Linked DNA regions of Sus scrofa: region 2 is linked to region 1. The links are chromatin contacts, called in public Hi-C maps. All regions are on one chromosome and are shown on one strand. The core of a region is the stretch at or near the end of the contact, and the rest is flanking DNA. Distances in the headings are between cores, read along the strand shown.

Region 1 (5,219 bases), core at 1,728-4,227:
AAAGAACCTAACAGATGTTTTAAAGAATCAAATAGAAATTCTAGAATACAAAATTTAAAAGCAAATTAAAATTAAGCTCAGCTTAATAAATGAGCTTAACACTACAGGAGAGAGAATAAGTAATCCAGAAAATATATCAGAAAAAAAAAGCTATTCAAAATAGAGCATTGGGAGATAAAAGCATAGAAAATAAAAAAGAGAAAAGAGAAATAGTGGTAGTTCCTGTTGTGGCTCAGCAGGTTAAAAACTTGACTAGTATCCATGAGGATGTGGGTTTGATCCCTGGCCTCACTCAGTGGGTTAAGGAGCCAGCATTAGCATGAGCTATGGTATAGGTGGCAGATGTGGCTCAGATCCCGCATTGTTGTGGCTGTGGTGTAGGCTGGCAGCTATAGCTCTGATTAAGCCCTTAGCCTGGGAACTTCCATATGCAGCAGGTGTGGGCCTAAAAAAGCAAAAAAAAAAAAAAAAAAAAAAAAAAAAAAAGAGAGAGAGAGAGAGAGAAATAGTGGATAGAAAGATGTAACATATATTAAACTGGCATTATAGGAGAGAAAAAGGAGTGGGGCAGAAGCAATATTTGAAGAGGTAATGTCTGAGTATTTTCCAGAATTCATGAAAGGCATCAATCAATATATTCAATTCCAATGAACTCCAATCATCATTTAAAGCAATAAACCAACAAACCCTCCAAATATAGATAATAAAAGAGCACAAAACCACACAGCCTAAGAGAAAAAAATTGTGAGTATTCAGGTGGGAAAAAAAAAACCCAATGACCTTCAAAAATACAGTCAGACTAAGAAGTGATTTTTCACAGATAGCAACAGAAGTCTTAGAATAGGATTTTTTTTTTTTTTTTTTTTTGCTTTTTAGGGTTGCACAGGTGGCATATGGAGGTTCCCAGGTTAGGGGTTGAATCAGAGCTGCAGCTGCTGGCCTCCACCACTGCTCAAGGCAACACCGGATCCTTAACCTACTGAGTGAGGCCAGGGATCAAACCTTCAACCTCATGGTTCCTAGTCGGATTTGTTCCGCTGTGCCATAAAGGGAACTCCCTAGAATGATTTTTAAACTACTGAAAGAACATAAACTGCTTTCATCATCTTGTCTCCTGACCCTTGCCTTGCCCTTTCACTTATAAGGACTCACCAAGAAATCCAGGATAATCTCCCTTTCCCAAGATCCTTAACTTAATCACACCTGCAAAGTCTGTTTTGGAATGTAAGGTAACATATTCACAGATTCCAGGGATTGAGATGTGGCCGTCTATGATGGGCCATTATTGTGCCTGCCACATTACTAATCTAAAACATGCTCTTACCCTTCATCAGGAGTGGCTTTCTTCTGTAAAGCCCTAAGCAAAAAACGAAGAAAGTGTGTTGCCAAGAAGCAGAAGGCATTTTTCATATGACTTCGTTTAAAGCACTATTAACTTTCAACATTGGTGAGGTAAATATTACTACTTCAACTTTAAAGATTCTGAGATTGAACATGAGAGAGGTTAGGTAACTTGACTGAGGTCATCTAGCCAGTAAAGTGTCTGACTAGAAATTTGTATCCAGATCACCTGGCTGGTCTTGATGACTCCAACCAAGCCTTTCCCATCGTGCCAAGTATAGATATCACTTGGCTTATCATGATTTCTGGGCAGTATGCATCTTATGAAACAGTCTAACTTGGATTTTAAAAAGGGTGAAAAGAAGTAAAGAATGGGAGGTTTCAAGCTGGAGAGACAACTTTGGATAAAGTACAGTAGTCCTCACTTACCTGAGGGCATATATTCCAAGATCCTTAGTGGATGCCTGAAATTGTGGATAGTACTAAACTCTACATATACTGTTTTTTCCTCTATTAACAGGTACGGTGTAAGAGGTGCTAAACAGAGAGATGATTCACTTCCAGGGCTGGTTGGAGTGGGATGGCTAGAGATTTCAAGACTCTACTCACAGAGTTCCCATCCTGGCTCAGTGGTTAATGAATCTGACTAGGAATCATGAGGTTGCAGGTTCAATCCCTGGCTTTCCGCAGTGGGTTAAGGATCTGAACCTTCTTTAAGGAGGGACTACTACATTCATTGGCAGCAAATGCTTTCCTTATTAACCCGAGACTCGGATACACTATTTAGCTTCTTTAGGCCTCAGTTACCTCTCTCATCTGTAAAATTAGATATTTGGACCTAATGACACCTTTTCCAGTTCCCTCTCCGATATTCTGTGATTCTAAGAGGCCCCTCGCTTCAACATACCTCTACCTTACTGTGGTGGTGGGAAGGGGAGGGGGGACGAACCCCAGAAGGACTGCCTTCGTGTTAACGGCATTTCAATTACTCCAGAGAAAACCAACTGCAGATCAAAGGAGGAAAAAATGAAAGGCAATGAAGGGAGGAAGAAGAGATTAAAGAAGAGGAGGGAGATACCAATGGAAAGATAAACAGCATGCAAATAACCTAAGTAGCATGCAAATAACTCAAGATAACCTTCTAGGGTACCTAGTTTTTACAAGGCAACCCTATCTCAGTAGCCCTCTGAAGATACAGGGGTAAGACACTGCTCTCTTCCCAAGGCGCTCACAGAAAGCGGGGTTACACTTCGTATTTCATCTTGGACCTAAAACTTCCACCTCTCTAAAAACCCTGGCTGTGAGAAATATAAGAAAAGCCGACAAATGCAAATATTACCAAACGTTTGAGAGTGCCAGAGCTCCGAGACAACAGTCTCTGGAAACAAGTGGGACCACCCCCTGCCCCGCCCCCCGAGCCTAACCCAGACACACAAAAGAAACCGCCGGTGCACTGGGAGCTGCAGATTCCGCTCTCGGCGGGCCGAGCCGGCAGCGGCTGAGGAGCCCGGCGCCCCCGGCCGCCCCCGCCTCGGCCCTTGGGCCTCGGAAGTGACGCAGCGCGCCCCGCCCCCGCCGCTAGATCCGCTGCTGCTGCCGCGGCTGGCGGACCTGCAGGAGGCGGCGGCGGCGGCGGCGGCCGAGGCCGAGGGAAGATGGCGGACGGTGTGGACCACATAGACATTTACGCGGATGTGGGCGAAGAGTTCAACCAGGTACGTGAGGGCCCGGGCTCACGCCGCCGAGTTGGGCGGCGCTACGGGCGGGAAGAGGACTCGGGGCCCGCCGCGGGCCGCGAGCCGGCGTGGCTGCAGACCGTGCGCCCTTGGCGCCTGTGGGCCGCGCCGCCCGACCCCGGCGCGGCGCCCCCCTTGCCCGTCGTTCTACCGCGTCGTTTCACGGGCCGCGGGCGCGGCGACCTGCCACGGGGCTCCGAGCGCGGACGCCGGCCGCCGTGCAGCCACCTCCTGCCCCTCCCGCGCCTCCGCCTCGCTCTCCATTGTTGGCGGCGGCCGGCGGGCGCTTCCCGCCGCGCTAGGCCCGGGCGGCAGGACGGCGTGTGCGCGGCGGGGAGAACGGCGGCCCCGGCGCCCCCTCCCCCGCCGCCGGGGCGAGGAGGAAGCCCGGCGGGGCGCGCGCCGGCCGCCGCCTCGCCCCCAGCCCTGCCGCTCGGACTCCGATTCCTCCAGTCGCTCCATTTTGTCTGCCTTTCGGTGCACGGTCGCCTCATGGAAGGCCGCGTTCACGGCCCTTTGTATCCCGCGCGCCCTGCTTCCTGGGCTCTCCTGCTCGCGTTTGCGACAGGTTTCGGCGTGGTGCCTTCCTCCTCCTCCCTTCACTCTTTAGGAAGGAGGCTAAGGTGCGGGCACGTTTGCAACAAGTCCTTTGACTTGGGATCGTGTGTGAAAGTCGGTGGCGCTGGCCCTGCCCCGGTGGTCGAGGGCTTACGGTGCCTTTGAGGCCCAGCTGCTCTTGGCCTTTGTGATGAAAATACCAGTTAGATCGGTGGCTCGGGCCAAAAGGAAGACTTGGAAGCGCGATGGTTGGATGGAATAAAAAAGGTAGCTCACCAAGAGATCAGAGTTGTGATTAAAGAATTTCACACGCATTTCATATGGTATAGTTTTAAAATAAAGGTTGTAGCAATGAACCGATTTCCAAAAGCAAAATGTTTAGTGTCCTCCGAGGAGTTAAGAGAGGCCAGAGAAAGTGAGAATGCAAGGTTTTTTTTCTTGTATCGCAGGCCGCAGTTGCCTAGAAGGACTAGCCGCAGGAGCTGTGATGTCTGATGTTGAGCATCCTTGTAAAAGGTTGTTACTAGAGTAGTGACGTTTAAGCTGTAAACCTACTGTTCACATTTTTACTGCCTTTTATGTAGCAACACATTTTAAAAAAATCAAATTGTGCCCGACTGCAGTGTACGTAAAGGCTTTATTTTTTTCATATTTTCCAAGTCCTTATGAGAAGCTCAGTAAAATTCTACTGGTTAATGTGTTTTTGTGGGTTTCGAAAAAACCCTCTCCATTAAGACTCTTATTTGTGACGCAAGATTTTTTTTTTTTTTTAATAGAGAAAGCTGGAAATCCTTGCAGGTCTTTTTTTGAAGATTGATTGTATCCCTGTTTTAAATATTAGAAAAAAAATTCAGTTAGCTTTAATGTTTCCTATTCCGTTTATATATTTAAATGTAACCCGTTGTAATCAAACGTGAAGTTTGAAAATCTGTCTTCTTTTTATTGTGTTTACATTTTGGATATGTGATTCCTGAGATGTGTCAATGACATTTTAGAAAATTACCTTGAGTGCTACATGGTCAGATTCTAAGCTTTTTTAAGGTCTGTAGACAAAGACTTCTAGGAAATTTCCTTTCCTTTTATTAAATGAGTATAACATTGCATAGAAAAGAGGTCCATATCTGCAAGTAAAGGAACAATTAAGTGTTCAACAGTCTTCGTTAGCTTTCTTACAAGAAAATTTACTGTTTTTCTCCCCATGTTAAAAGAAGAATTGAGCTACACTTTTAGAAGTTGAGCTTTCTTCAGAACCTTTTAATGGAACATTTTTTAAGCTTTGGCATACTTAATTTGGGATGGACATTTCTCTAATCTGTATAGCTGGATGGAGTGATACTTGCTTATCCCTGTGCAGTAACTAGTGCTGACTGAGCAGGAGGTAAGGAGAGATTAAAATTTTGTGGCACCAATGAGGAACTGCTTTATAGGGTTCTTGTAAAAATGTAACTTTTTGTTGACTTGTTCCTATAGCATATGTTTCTCACATAGTTGTATGATTTTACCAATAAAATCTTTGTACTTTTGAATAGGTTAATGGAATTAAATAGAGGCTTTGTTGTTGTTATTGTGCATTGATTGGCCTTT
Region 2 (5,219 bases), core at 936-3,435, 330 kb after region 1:
ATCACAAAAGTTTTTGTTTTTGATCAAAATGTGAAAATCTTTTTTTTTTTTTTTTTGGTCTTTTTGCCGTTTCTTGAGCTGCTCCCACAGCATATGGAGGTTCCCAGGCTAGGAGTTGAATCAGAGCTGTAGCCACCGGCCTAAGGCCAGAGCCACAGCAACGCGGGATCCGAGCCGCGTCCGCAACCTACACCACAGGTCACGACAACGCCAGATCATCAACCCACTGAGCAAGGCCAGGGATCGAACCCGCAACCCCATGGTTCCTAGTCAGATTCGTTAACCACTGAGCCACGACGGGAACTCCTGAAAATCATTTTTAACTCTCTGGCCATACAAAATCAGGTGGTGAGTTGGATTTGGCTCCCCATGGTTTTTCAACCCCTGGAGTAAATTAACCTTTTTAGAATTTTATCTGAAGGGTAGAAACAATAATTGAAAAATCTATTAATGTTAATAATTGCCAAAATCCAAGTGCTCCCTAGGTGAATAGTTTTTTTTTTTTTTTTTTTTTTGGCTTTTTAGGGTGGCACCCTTGGCATATGGAAGTTCCCAAGCGAGGGGTCAAATCGGAGCTACAGCTGCTGGCCTACACCAAAGCTCACAGCAATGACAGATCGTTAACCCACTGAGTGAGGCCTGGGATCGAACCCACATCCTCACGGATCCTAGTCGGGTCTGTTAACTACTGAGCCACGGAGGGAACTCCTAAATAGATTTTTTTTTTAAGCACAAATATTCTACTTTGAACATCCTAGAGGGTCAACGTAAGGAAAATAGAAAACTTCTTAATAAACAGAAATATTTACGATTGATCTTGCTCTCTACCACAGCTTAAGAGGATGTTGGTCATCCCTACAACTGTGAGTGATGGTGCTGGTGGTGGTGAGCCCTCCTAAAAATGAGCAAGCAGGGCAAAGACAAAGTAAATGTCTCTGTCAGAGCTCACAAGACCTTGTCCTGGTCAGTCCAATTAAAAAGTGTTCTAAAATTCAATAAAAGAAATGCAATTCTTGGAGTTCCTGTTGGGGGTCAGTGGTAATGAACCTGACTAGTATCCATGAGGATGCGGGTTCCATCCCTGGCCTCACTCAGTGGGTTAAGGATCTGGCATTGCTGTGGCTGCTGTGTAGGCCGGTGGCTACAGTTGTGATTCAATCCCTGACCTGGAAACTTCCATATATCTCCAGTGAGGCCCTAAAAAGACAAAAAACAGAAGCAAACAAAACAGAAATCTGTGTTCCTCTGTATTAATAATGCTCAAAATTGGAGTTCCCGTCGTGGCGCAGTGGTTAACAAATCTGACTAGGAACCATGAGGTTGCGGGTTCGGTCCCTGCCCTTGCTCGGTGGGTTAACGATCCGGCGTTGCCGTGAGCTGTGGTGTAGGTTGCAGACGCGGCTCGGATCCCTCGTTGCTGTGGCTCTGGTGTAGGCCGGTGGCTGCGGCTCCGATTGGACCCCTAGCCTGGGAATCTCCATATGCCGTGGGAGCGGCCCAAGAAATAGCAGGAAAAAAAAAAAATAATTAAAAAAAAATAATGCTCAAAATTAAACTAGCAGTAAAATATTATAACACTTTAAATTGTGTATATGTAGCACCTCAAGGCAAAAATTTTTTAAGGTTAAATTTAAGAAAAAAACCCTCCGCGTTCCCATGGTGGCTCAGCGGTAAAGAATCCGACTAGTATCCATGAGGACGCAGGTTCGATCTCCTGCCTCACTCAGTAGGTTAAGGATCCAGTTTTGCCGTGAGTTGTGGTGTAGGCCGCAGACTCCACTCAGATCCCACGTTGCTGTGGCTGCGGTGTAGGCCGGCAGCTATAGCTCCGATTAGACCCCTAGCCTGGGAACTTCCATTTGCCTCAGCGCAGCCCTAAAAAGAAAAAAAAAATTAAAACTTGCAAGAGAAATCTCCGTTGCTATGGCAACCCCCAAGGGCGGCGAGGCGTCTCTTCCATCTTGGGGCGTTCTGCTTCCAAACCGCTAGTTCCCAAGCAAAACGTCACACCCTCCTTTCCTAGTCCTGAGCAGGTGGCTCCGCAAGGGGCAGAGGGCAGCCAAGGCCCCGCCCCTCGAGCTTGACTGGCAGCGTTTCCGACCCGCGGGGCTCCCTTCGAAATGCTGCCCCTTCCCTTCCCCCCAGGGCGGCGCCCATAAGGAGCCGCGCGCCGGCCCGGGCTCCGCCCCCTGCGGGAGAGCGTGTGGCGTCACTTCCGGCCTCTTTTCCCTCTGGACCGGATCGCGAGCTGTGAGGGGTGCGCGTGTGTACCGAACTCCTCGGAACCATGGTGAGTCTGGTCCCGCAGTCCCTGCCCAAGGCCCCCAGTGCCGCGCCGCCCTCTGCCCATCTCTGTGTTCCCAACGACGCGGGCTCCCTGAGTCTGTCCCCCGGGGCCGCAGCACATGGCGCAGGCCGCGGCGTGTGGCCTGCGCCGGGCCGGCGTGTGAGGCCCCCGGTGCGGGCCCGAGGGAGGAGTGGGCCTTAAGGCCAGCGTCTTATTCGGAGTCGGCCTCTCCGCAGTCTCAAACCTCAAGGGCCGCGTTTCACCCCAAGCAGAGAAATTTCTAGTGCACCGGGCGGGTCGGCGAGGCGGACCCCGCCCTCCCCCTCGGGGCGGAGCCTGGAGCGGCCGGAGGGCGAAGCTGGAAGCGGGGCCGCTGTGTTCCCTCGTCCGCCTGGCGGTCGTCGCGCGAGTGGGCTACAACCCCGGCCACCTCATTTTTAAAATCATCTTTGAACTTGCTGTACACCGATAATCTCTCTGACGTAGAATTTTTATTTTTGGAGCATTTGTGGTTCTAAACAGCAGTGTCACTTTAGTCCCTCCCTCCGCTTTAAATACCGCCCCGGTGATGAAGAGCTTCATTTGTTTAAAAAAGGACGCTATTCTGCAAACTGATTTTCTCTTAGATAGCAACTGGTAAGTCTAGTGGAAGGTATCCAAGTATATGTGTTAAGGAGTACTGGTACTTAGACTGATTCTTGTTTGTCCCTTTTAGGCGTCCCTTTCCCTGGCACCTGTTAATATCTTCAAGGCTGGGGCTGATGAAGAGAGAGCAGAGACAGCTCGTCTGGTAAGCCTCGTTCTTATTCTTTAAAAGATACAATAGTGGAGGGGGATGTTCGTTTTTTGTTTTTTTGTTTGTTTTTTCACAATTTAAGACTCTTAAGTTGATTTTCATCATCTCTTTAATCTTTACTCCAGTCCTCTTTTATTGGTGCCATCGCTATTGGAGACTTGGTAAAGAGCACGTTGGGACCCAAGGGCATGGTAAGAAAAATAGGGATTTTTAATACTGTTTTAGAACTTTTTGTAGAAATGTAATAGCATGCTTTTTGAAGACGCTTTTAAATATTTAATTGTTGATTATACTTAAAGACTTGTGTGTATTTTCCTTATTAAAAATCAGTGACTAAAGTCCTCTTTCATCTCAAATGCCACTCCCCTCCCCAGTCCTTTTGGACATAAACATAATCAATGCCTTTGTTCTTATGTAGAGGTAAGGGTATCTTATGTGTTAGGTGTTTTTTATGTATTGTCATTGTAACAGAACGTTGTTTTATCTCTTCACAGATAATATTTGTATGTACTTTTTCTGTAACTTGGTTTTTTTAAATTCCTTTCGGTGTAAATGTACCCGTCCTCTTTGCCAAATAGTATTCTGCATGTTGCTTATTTTATGGTTTGTATTTATTACTTTGTTGTGAGAAATAGTTTGCATCTGTTGCCTTCGCTATTACATTGTAGAAACAGCCTTGTTCATAGCTCTCTCTTCTTTTGTTTTTAAGGGCTGAACCCACAGCATATGTAGGTTCCCAGGCTAGGGGTCAAATCAGAGCTGTAACTGCCAGCCTACCCCACAGCCACAGCAACATGGGATCCGAGCCTCATCTGCGACCTATACCACAGCTCACGGCACTGCCGGATCCTTAACCCGCTGAATGAGGACAGATATTGAACCCAAGTCCTCATGGATACTAGTCAGGTTTGTTACTGCCGAGGCACAGTGGAAACTCCAGGCTCTGTTCTTCTAGTATTAGGGATAGACGCCAGGTTTTGATTTTGGGGATGTATGCAATGAAAAAATTTGAATGGATGCTGCCAAATAACCATCCAGAGTATTTACCCATTAGCAATGTGTGAGAGTATGGATTGACCTATTCGTTCTTCCATATGTGTTCGTATCTTTTTTGGAGGGGGTCGTAACCAAGGCAAGCAGAAGTTCCCAGGCTGGGAATCGAACTGTTGCCACATCAGTGATGATGCTGGATCCTTAATCCATTGTGCCATCAGGGAATTCCAGATGTGCTTCTATATTAACTTAAACCAAATATGTTCCTTTTAGGATAAAATTCTATTAAGCAGTGGACGAGATGCTTCTCTTATGGTAACCAATGATGGTGCAACTATTCTGAAAAACATTGGTGTGGACAATCCAGCTGCTAAAGTTTTAGTTGGTGAGTCTGATGTTTTGTTAATTAACATTTTGAAGCAATTTTATTTTCATTTTTATTTAGTTATTTTATGCTTTTCAGGGCTGCACCCATGGCATATGGTGGTTCCCAGGCTAGGGGTCAAATTGGTACTGTAGCCACCGGCCTGTGCCAGAGCCATAGAAATGCCAGATCCAAGCTGTGTCTGTGACCTCCCCCACAGCTCATGGCAAGGCCAGATCCTTAACCCACTGAGCAAGGCCAGGGATTGAACCCGCAACCTCATGGTTCCTAGTCAGATTCGTTTCCACTGAGCCAAGATGGGGAGCTTCTGAAACAATTTTAAATAGGCTATTTTGACTGTCTTTTTTATTAAGTCATGTTTGACCTTTAATTGATTATTATCATTATTAAAATACAAGTCTCTGGAGTGCCATGTACTTACTGATAGTAAAATTATTGAATTTCAGACTGAAAAGTTCCAAAGAATTTTTCAGGTGAGGAAATTTAGGTGAGATTTAGATTGGTAATGGGTTGTTTAGAGAATTAGGTAAGCTACTGAGATAAAATTTAAAAAGCAGAATCAAATATAAGTGGGTTAATAAGTAGCATTTTTTTTTTCCTAGACATGTCAAGGGTTCAAGATGATGAAGTTGGCGATGGCACTACCTCTGTTACTGTTCTTGCAGCTGAATTACTAAGGGTAAGACTAAATGAGCAACTTCAGTCTTACTGGGGTTTTTAATTACTATGGTTTTGAGTATCGGAAGTCTTTTCCCACA

Evidence for each region. Hi-C and Micro-C count contacts between places; a contact is called where the count stands out from the background.
Region 2: a contact with region 1 is called in a Hi-C map of liver, with 10 times the contacts expected there. The contact joins the promoter of CCT2 here to the promoter of CPSF6 in region 1. A contact is called at or near these places in 1 of 5 promoter capture datasets (fetal liver), 3 of 47 Hi-C or Micro-C datasets (brain, heart right ventricle and liver) and 2 of 2 datasets of contacts at active chromatin or transcription factors (alveolar macrophages and skeletal muscle).

Annotation. Positions count from the first base shown.
Region 1 is chr5:33,522,768-33,527,986 of Sscrofa11.1, forward strand. CPSF6 (cleavage and polyadenylation specific factor 6) reads left to right here and starts at 2,978. Exons shown (of 10, transcript NM_001195331.1): 1 at 2,978-3,056. The coding sequence starts at 2,997.
Region 2 is chr5:33,856,352-33,861,570 of Sscrofa11.1, forward strand. It overlaps CCT2 (chaperonin containing TCP1 subunit 2), which reads left to right and starts at 2,186. Exons shown (of 17, transcript NM_001170520.2): 1 at 2,186-2,290; 2 at 3,003-3,077; 3 at 3,209-3,274; 4 at 4,350-4,461; 5 at 5,064-5,140. The coding sequence starts at 2,288.